Linked DNA regions of Mus musculus: region 1 is linked to region 2. Evidence: chromatin contacts called from public HiChIP or PLAC-seq data. All regions are on one chromosome and are shown on one strand. Each heading gives the region's core, a stretch centred on a gene start, on an enhancer-like site or on the middle of the called end of the contact. The rest is flanking DNA. Distances are from core to core; before and after follow the strand shown.

Region 1 (3,510 bases), core at 272-2,771, 250 kb before region 2:
CAGAGGCTGCTCCTAACCAAATTATTGAAGTGCCCAAAAATATTATCAGAAGTGCAAAAGAAACTCTTAAGATCTCTAAAATTAAAGAACTTGATTCTGGAACACTGATTTATGGTGTGTTTGCAGTAGAGAAGGTAATGTGTGAAAACTTTTTAAACTTTTTTTCCACTGACGTCTGAAATCAAATACGGTAAATTTCCACTTAGTGCTTAATGATAGTATTGTAACAAAACATTCTATCTTGGCTGGGGATAAAATTTGAAATAATCAAATGGATTAGGTAATAAGAGTGGGCCAGCTTTTAACAGTCTACTTCCTAAGATATCGCTGAGAGTTCTTTAAAAATGTTTTACCAAGATACACTATTTTACTCATTACAAATATCTATTGTACTTGTAATACAATACAAGCTACAGTGAACAAGAAAGTCACAGGGCACAGGTTGGTAATGCTAACAGATTCTATTTTAGCCTCTACTGCAACTATACAACACCCATTTCTTTCTCTAGACTATGTTTCAAAAGATTACCTGAAAGAGGGTGAATTTTTATTGTAACATTTTTGTTTTGGAATCATAAGTAGATTAGATGGCATCCCCCATTAACTTAAAACCATTCAATAGAATGAATCAAATATCTCTACACATAGTAGGTTTAATCATTTAGTGTTGATTCATATCTTTTTCTATTAACTAAGTATTTCTGAATAGCTTAGCAAATGATAAGTATTATAGGAAATGAAGTTTTAAAGGTAATTAAATCAGGTATTCTAGATTCCCTAGTTTTCTACATTTAATAGATATATACAGACATCTCAGTGATGTATCTATGGCTAAATGCCGAGTATTAGAATTCAGATAAAAAATTGACAATGTTGGTGAGGTCAACAAATGTTTTATAAACTTGGCAGGTTTAAGCCTCTTTAGTCTGTCTTTTTTTTTTTTAAACCCCTGTTTTACAAAATCCATTGCCTTATAGAATACCCTTTACAGACTATGCATATGAACATAGATGAAAAGTTTATGAGCAATAGCTTGAGTAATGTCCAATAAAGTATAAATCGGGGACATTGGCTTTCCTGGACATGATACTGTAGAGAGGTAGGAAGAGGGTCTAAGTGAGTAAGTTACTGTAATCTTAACCTGTTTTGAAGATTCCCTGTAACCTACTGAATGAATGAACATAAGGAACAAATGCTCATTCATCTCTTTACAAGCAGAAGATAGGAAGATAGCTGCCAAAGTTCTGATTCCAGTGATCTCAGGCAATTTACTGAGAACCCAGGCTGTTAAAGAATAGGAAGCAGTAGAAAACAGGAATAACATTTATTGTCCGAGCACTTCCAGGAAGAAATGTCCAAATCAAGGAAGCAAATCATTATAGTTGTAGAGAAATGGCAGGAGGAGACTGCTCCCAGCTTGCTAGCTGGTAGGAGAATTAGAATCATTGTCATTCTTAGCAGACTAAGACCCAGTGGCATACTTTCTCAAGCAGAGAATCCTGCTGTTCTGCCAAGTGAGCTGTAATCCTGAGGAAGTGACCTAGATGTTCCTTCTCTCATGAGAAAGTAACTTTGTTCCTGGTTTAATTAGACATCACATCTCAGAGTTGGAATGCAGACAGATTTCCCAGACTGCAGGGAGGTCTGAGTCACTTGGAACCAAGATAAGCTATTGCTAGGGAAAGTGCACCTGTTAGAAAACTGGAAATTGGGAAAATCTTTCTTCTGCTTGGCCTTTAAAAGAAGTTGAATAAACTTTGAATAAACTGTGTATTGGTTGATTTGACTGCATACCAGTTATGTCTTCATTAATGATGCTCTACCCTTGGGACCAAAACACACTAGACATGGACAACACACTAGACATGGACAACACACTAGACATGGACAACACACTAGACATGGACAACACACTAGACATGGACAACACACTAGACATGGACAACACACTAGACATGGACAACACACTAGACATGGACAACACACTAGACATGGACAACACACTAGACATGGACAACACACTAGACATGGACAACACACTAGACATGGACAACACACTAGACATGGACAACACACTAGACATGGACAACACACTAGACATGGACAACACACTAGACATGGACAACACACTAGACATGGACAACACACTAGACATGGACAACACACTAGACATGGACAACACACTAGACATGGACAACACACTAGACATGGACAACACACTAGACATGGACAACACACTAGACATGGACAACACACTAGACATGGACAACACACTAGACATGGACAACACACTAGACATGGACAACACACTAGACATGGACAACAGCGATAGAAAATCCCTTGGGAAGGTTTCACTGATTGCCTATGTCTATAACAGGCTTCATATTTTACTATGATTTTTTTCTAATAAATGATCTTTTTGAATGTATGATGTTGAATGTGGATGACATAACTTTCAGAGAATGCATGTTAATTTTACTTTTGCAGAAAAAAGTGAATGATAAAAGTATAACCTTCAAAATAAAAGATAATGAAGATAATATAAAAGTGGTGTGGGATAAAAAACAGCACAATATCAACTATGAGAAAGGAGATAAACTCCAACTCTTCTCCTTTCACCTGAGAAAAGGAAATGGGAAACCAATATTACACTCTGGAAATCACAGTTTCATCAAGGTAGGAAGTAGACAGAGAAGGGATTTGCCAAAGAGGAAATTGACTTTTGCTTTAAGACTCTGAACTTGAGGTTTTCAATATTTTTCATAGACAATTCTGTACCTGGAGGAAGGAATTCAGATGATGCCCTTAGGAAAAAGTTTTGTGATTCCAGTCTTTAAAATGCCCTGACTGGGTTAATGAAGTAGTTCATTGTAACAGTACCTGATCATAAGATATCATACAGTTATCTGTACCCACAAAAATATCAATACAAACTCGTCGTCTACTATGTGAGATTCGTACCAGCTAAATTACTGCCTACATGTCTATTTCTTCCATTGCCTAGGTGATAGCACATCAGTCACTGTTTACACTTTCTCCATTTTATTCAATATAAGTTTTCCTTACCTGACTTAACTCTGGCTGGTTTTTCTGTATATATTCTTTGTAGGGAGAAAAGCTACTAAAAGAATCTTTTGAAGGGGATGGTTACCACAAAGGTCCCAAACAAGTGGTGGCATTGAAAGCAACAAAACTATTTACTTATGATAGTATAAAAAGTAAAAAGATGTTCCATGCCACAGTGGCTACTGATACAGAATTCTTCAGAGTGATGGTCTTCGAGGAAAACCTAGAGAAAAAGTTTATCCCGGGAAACACCATTGCTTTATCAGATTATTTTGGTATGTATGGGTCTCTGGCAATACATGAATATTCCAGCGTGTCTGAGGTGAAGAGCCAAAATAAGGAAGACTCAAGTTCATCAGATGAAAGACTCATAGAACATCTTAAAATTTGTGATCTTCACTTGCAAACAAAAGAAAGGCTGGTTGATGGAGAGTTTAAAGTATA
Region 2 (3,254 bases), core at 238-2,737:
GGAAAATTAAGAGGCTTGTTTCAAATTCTGACTCTCTGATGTTTCAAATTGACCGAATATTAAAAGACAAAGAACTTCGAGGTCTTCATTTATAACATGTAAATACTTTCTGTTGCAAAGGATAATGGATAGAAATCATAAGTTCCCAAGGATGTCCTGAGCAAGTTAGATGACAAGGTGTTGTTGTAAATCACCAATCCCAATAAGCCTGTGCAAAGAAAACACCAAACCACTCAATTATAATACTTATAAGTTACACAGATTTTTCAGCAGATATATCACTACACAGCTCTATTTCTCAGTTATGAGATTCCTTGCTACTTGTGGCTTCTCCAGGCCAAGTGGTTCTGCTCCATCTTCCTTTGACCTACATCTATGTAGTGTTTATGTTAAACACACACACACACACACACACACACACACACACACACACACACACACTCACACACAAACAGGAACACACCACTATTGTAACGTAAACAAAAGAAAAGTAAGTGATGACTTCGTCATTCACATAGAAACACTCTTACTTTACCCTGTTCTCCAAACCATCAGCCATTTGTCAAAATTCCAATCCTTCTCCCATGGCAGCAAAGCCTCTTTTTTCTTCTTTCCAACCTCCCTGTTCAATGAAACTCTGCAACTCAGTCCTTACCTCAGGCCTTACAACTCTTTCCTTTCCCCTGTACCTCTGTAACAAACCCTGCTCTTCCACCTATGCTGAAGCTGCAGGAGTGACTTGCTAATTTTACAATCCCAAGGAAGGGAACAAAGCTGACTCCAAGAACAGAGATGTATTTAAGGTCAGAGTGAGAAAAGGGCACATGGCACTCATGGTGAGTAGTCAGCAAGAAGGGTGTGGATCTGACTGCATTCCAAGTGATCTGACTTCATTGTTTTCTTCTTTAAGGTCATCAATGCTAGAAGGTGAAGGAAAGCCACTCAACCCAGACTCAGTCAGGGGAACCTCTCTGGAACCATACTTCTGAAAACCTGGATGCCAATGACATTTTTTGTGGAGATAAGATTCAAGTACAGAAAATAAAAGTGCATAGGCCTGTTGAAATACCAGCTCTACTAAAAGCAGCTCTTAATTCTAAGAAATGGGGCTTTCTTATATGCTTTACACATTTTCTATTATCAAAGTTTTATATGTTGTCTCTATAACTTCTGTGATTGTTTAATTTGTAATTTTTATACCTAAAACTTAAAATAAATTCACACAATTTCTGTAAAGCAGTGTGCATTTGGGAGTATTTTTTAACCATTTGAGAGGTGCTTTAAAATAGTTAGTGACCCTCAGATAAAGCTGGAGAATACAGGCTTGAAATGTGATGTGTAAGGATAAAGCATGTTCAGGAACAAGTAGACTGAGTTTTCTACCCATGAAATTAAGGTATTAATAAGATGCGGGTGGGAGGCGGTAGAACTCAGCCTTGAGTGTAGTTTCTAAAACTAATATGCTGAGGACAGCATTAAATCTTCACACCCACGATGCTGAGTAATGTGAGTGCATTACAGAGTTTAGGTATTGGAAAAAATCCCCAGAATGAGGTATTTAGGGTGGGGCATACTATTTTCAATTGTAAGGCATCCCATCTTCAATTCCAGAGTGAAATAAAATCACTGCAAATCTTTAAAGCCAAATGAAGAAGGCTTATGAGAAAGGAAATCTAAGGCATTAAAACAGGAGCATTCCCAGAGGTGCCTTTCTTGATTGTTGACTTCTCTCACTGCTGTGAAGACAGACTTGATAAACGAACAGAAGGATCAGTGGATGGATTTTTTGCAAATGGTTTAATGGTAAAGAAGAACGAGTTGGGTGGAGAAAAGTGAGTTCTAGAGTTGATCTCTCTCTCTCTCTCTCTCTCTCTCTCTGTCTCTCTCTCTCTCTCTCTCTCTCTCTCTCTGTCTCTCCCCCCCCCACACACACGCACATGCACACACACATTAGAGACCTGAACCTATTTGATGCAACCCACACTCATGATGAGTGTTTGCAAATTCCTTCTGAAAGTCTAGAAGGCCCTCTTGCACATATTAAAAGTATTCTCCCAAGCAATTCCAGATTCCATCTGTTTACAACCAATATTCACAGTCCCATGTAATGATGTGAAATGGAGGCAAGGAGGATTGATAGAGGTTTTGGCAGCAGAAATATAGGCAGGAAGATGCAAGAACTAAGGATGAGTGCCTCTCACATCTTATTGATGTAAATCCATGTCTTATTCCCCATTCTAATGATACTGGAATTTTGAGCTTAATGGGATGTTTTTAATTCACAATCACTTCTCATCGATAGATTAATGTCACTAGAATGCATTTGTGGAAGGAAATTCTGTTTGTTTTTATTACTTGTTTTGCTTTAGCTTTGCTCTTCCAACATGTGAGGGTGAGACAGACTATTGTTTATCACCTTGAAACCCCACATTTCTTGTCCTATAACCTCAATGCACCTTCCAGGCAGAAATCATTATCCACATCTACTGTGTACACATCTTGTGCGCACTCAACTGGCCAGAAAGAACGCTGCAACAGGATCCTTCTGCACACGTTTATTGGGAGAGCATTGATTGCATAGGCGAAAAAAGAACCCCGAACAAGGAAAATGATGCTGCTTATATACCCCTCCATGTGACGTGTCAGCTCCTGATTAGCTGCTCACTCATCACCCCACTACTACGCCCTGGGATGGGCAGTGACTTGGCACGAATTTACTCTTGCACCTGTGCACATTACTTGTTTACCAGTTAGGCACAGCGGAGGCTCATGATGGCAATTGCTCACGTCTCTCCACATAAACACAACATTCTTTAAACAATACACCTGAAGTCTATTGGCAAAGTGGATACCCACATACAACAGGTTGCAAATATATGTGCTGTGAACCTTAAAAATGGTTGCTGCCCTTAGAAATAACTTCACTGGCCAGCTCTGGGCCATCTTGGGCAAGAACTCGGTGGAGGGTCCCAAGGTCCCCAGAGGTCTCTGCACACTGCAGGCACACTAGCACACTAGCACACCCAGGGACTTGATTTCACTGCTGAGGGAAATACAACATCTGTTCCAAAAAAAAAAAAAAAAAAAACCCAGAGGGTCTTGTGCTAGCAGGAACAAAGGCAAAGGACACCTGCCTGACCACTGGCTGGAATTCTTCTGGTCAGCTCCATCCCTGCACCATCTTGGACACAAACTCAGCGGGCACTAGCTCACCCAGGAACTTGAGATCACTGGTGAGTGGAACACAACATCTG

What was found. HiChIP or PLAC-seq counts read pairs in DNA pulled down with a chosen protein or histone mark.
Region 1: a contact with region 2 is called in a FOXA1 HiChIP or PLAC-seq map of pancreatic cancer cells, with 6 times the contacts expected there. The contact joins two enhancer-like sites. A contact is called at or near these places in 8 of 39 promoter capture datasets (the 3T3-L1 cell line, 3T3-L1-derived adipocytes, embryonic stem cells and 5 more), 1 of 115 datasets of contacts at active chromatin or transcription factors (pancreatic cancer cells) and 1 of 9 other capture datasets (liver).

What each region holds. Positions count from the first base shown.
Region 1 is chr1:173,971,357-173,974,866 of GRCm38.p6, reverse strand. It overlaps Ifi202b (interferon activated gene 202B), which reads left to right. Exons shown (of 7, transcript NM_008327.2): 3 at 1-134; 4 at 2,488-2,676; 5 at 3,110-3,510. Among named protein-coding and RNA genes, the nearest start is that of Ifi202b, 9.7 kb to the left of the region's middle. Within about 2 kb of position 1,521, at least 18 of the 459 cell types and tissues checked have an H3K27ac peak or open chromatin away from gene starts, as enhancers often do. A contact at or near this core is called in pancreatic cancer cells, where this site is marked.
Region 2 is chr1:173,721,409-173,724,662 of GRCm38.p6, reverse strand. It overlaps Ifi207 (interferon activated gene 207), which reads left to right. Exons shown (of 8, transcript NM_001204910.1): 8 at 911-1,236. The coding sequence ends at 931. Among named protein-coding and RNA genes, the nearest start is that of Ifi207, 19 kb to the left of the region's middle. Within about 2 kb of position 1,487, at least 5 of the 459 cell types and tissues checked have an H3K27ac peak or open chromatin away from gene starts, as enhancers often do. A contact at or near this core is called in pancreatic cancer cells, where this site is marked.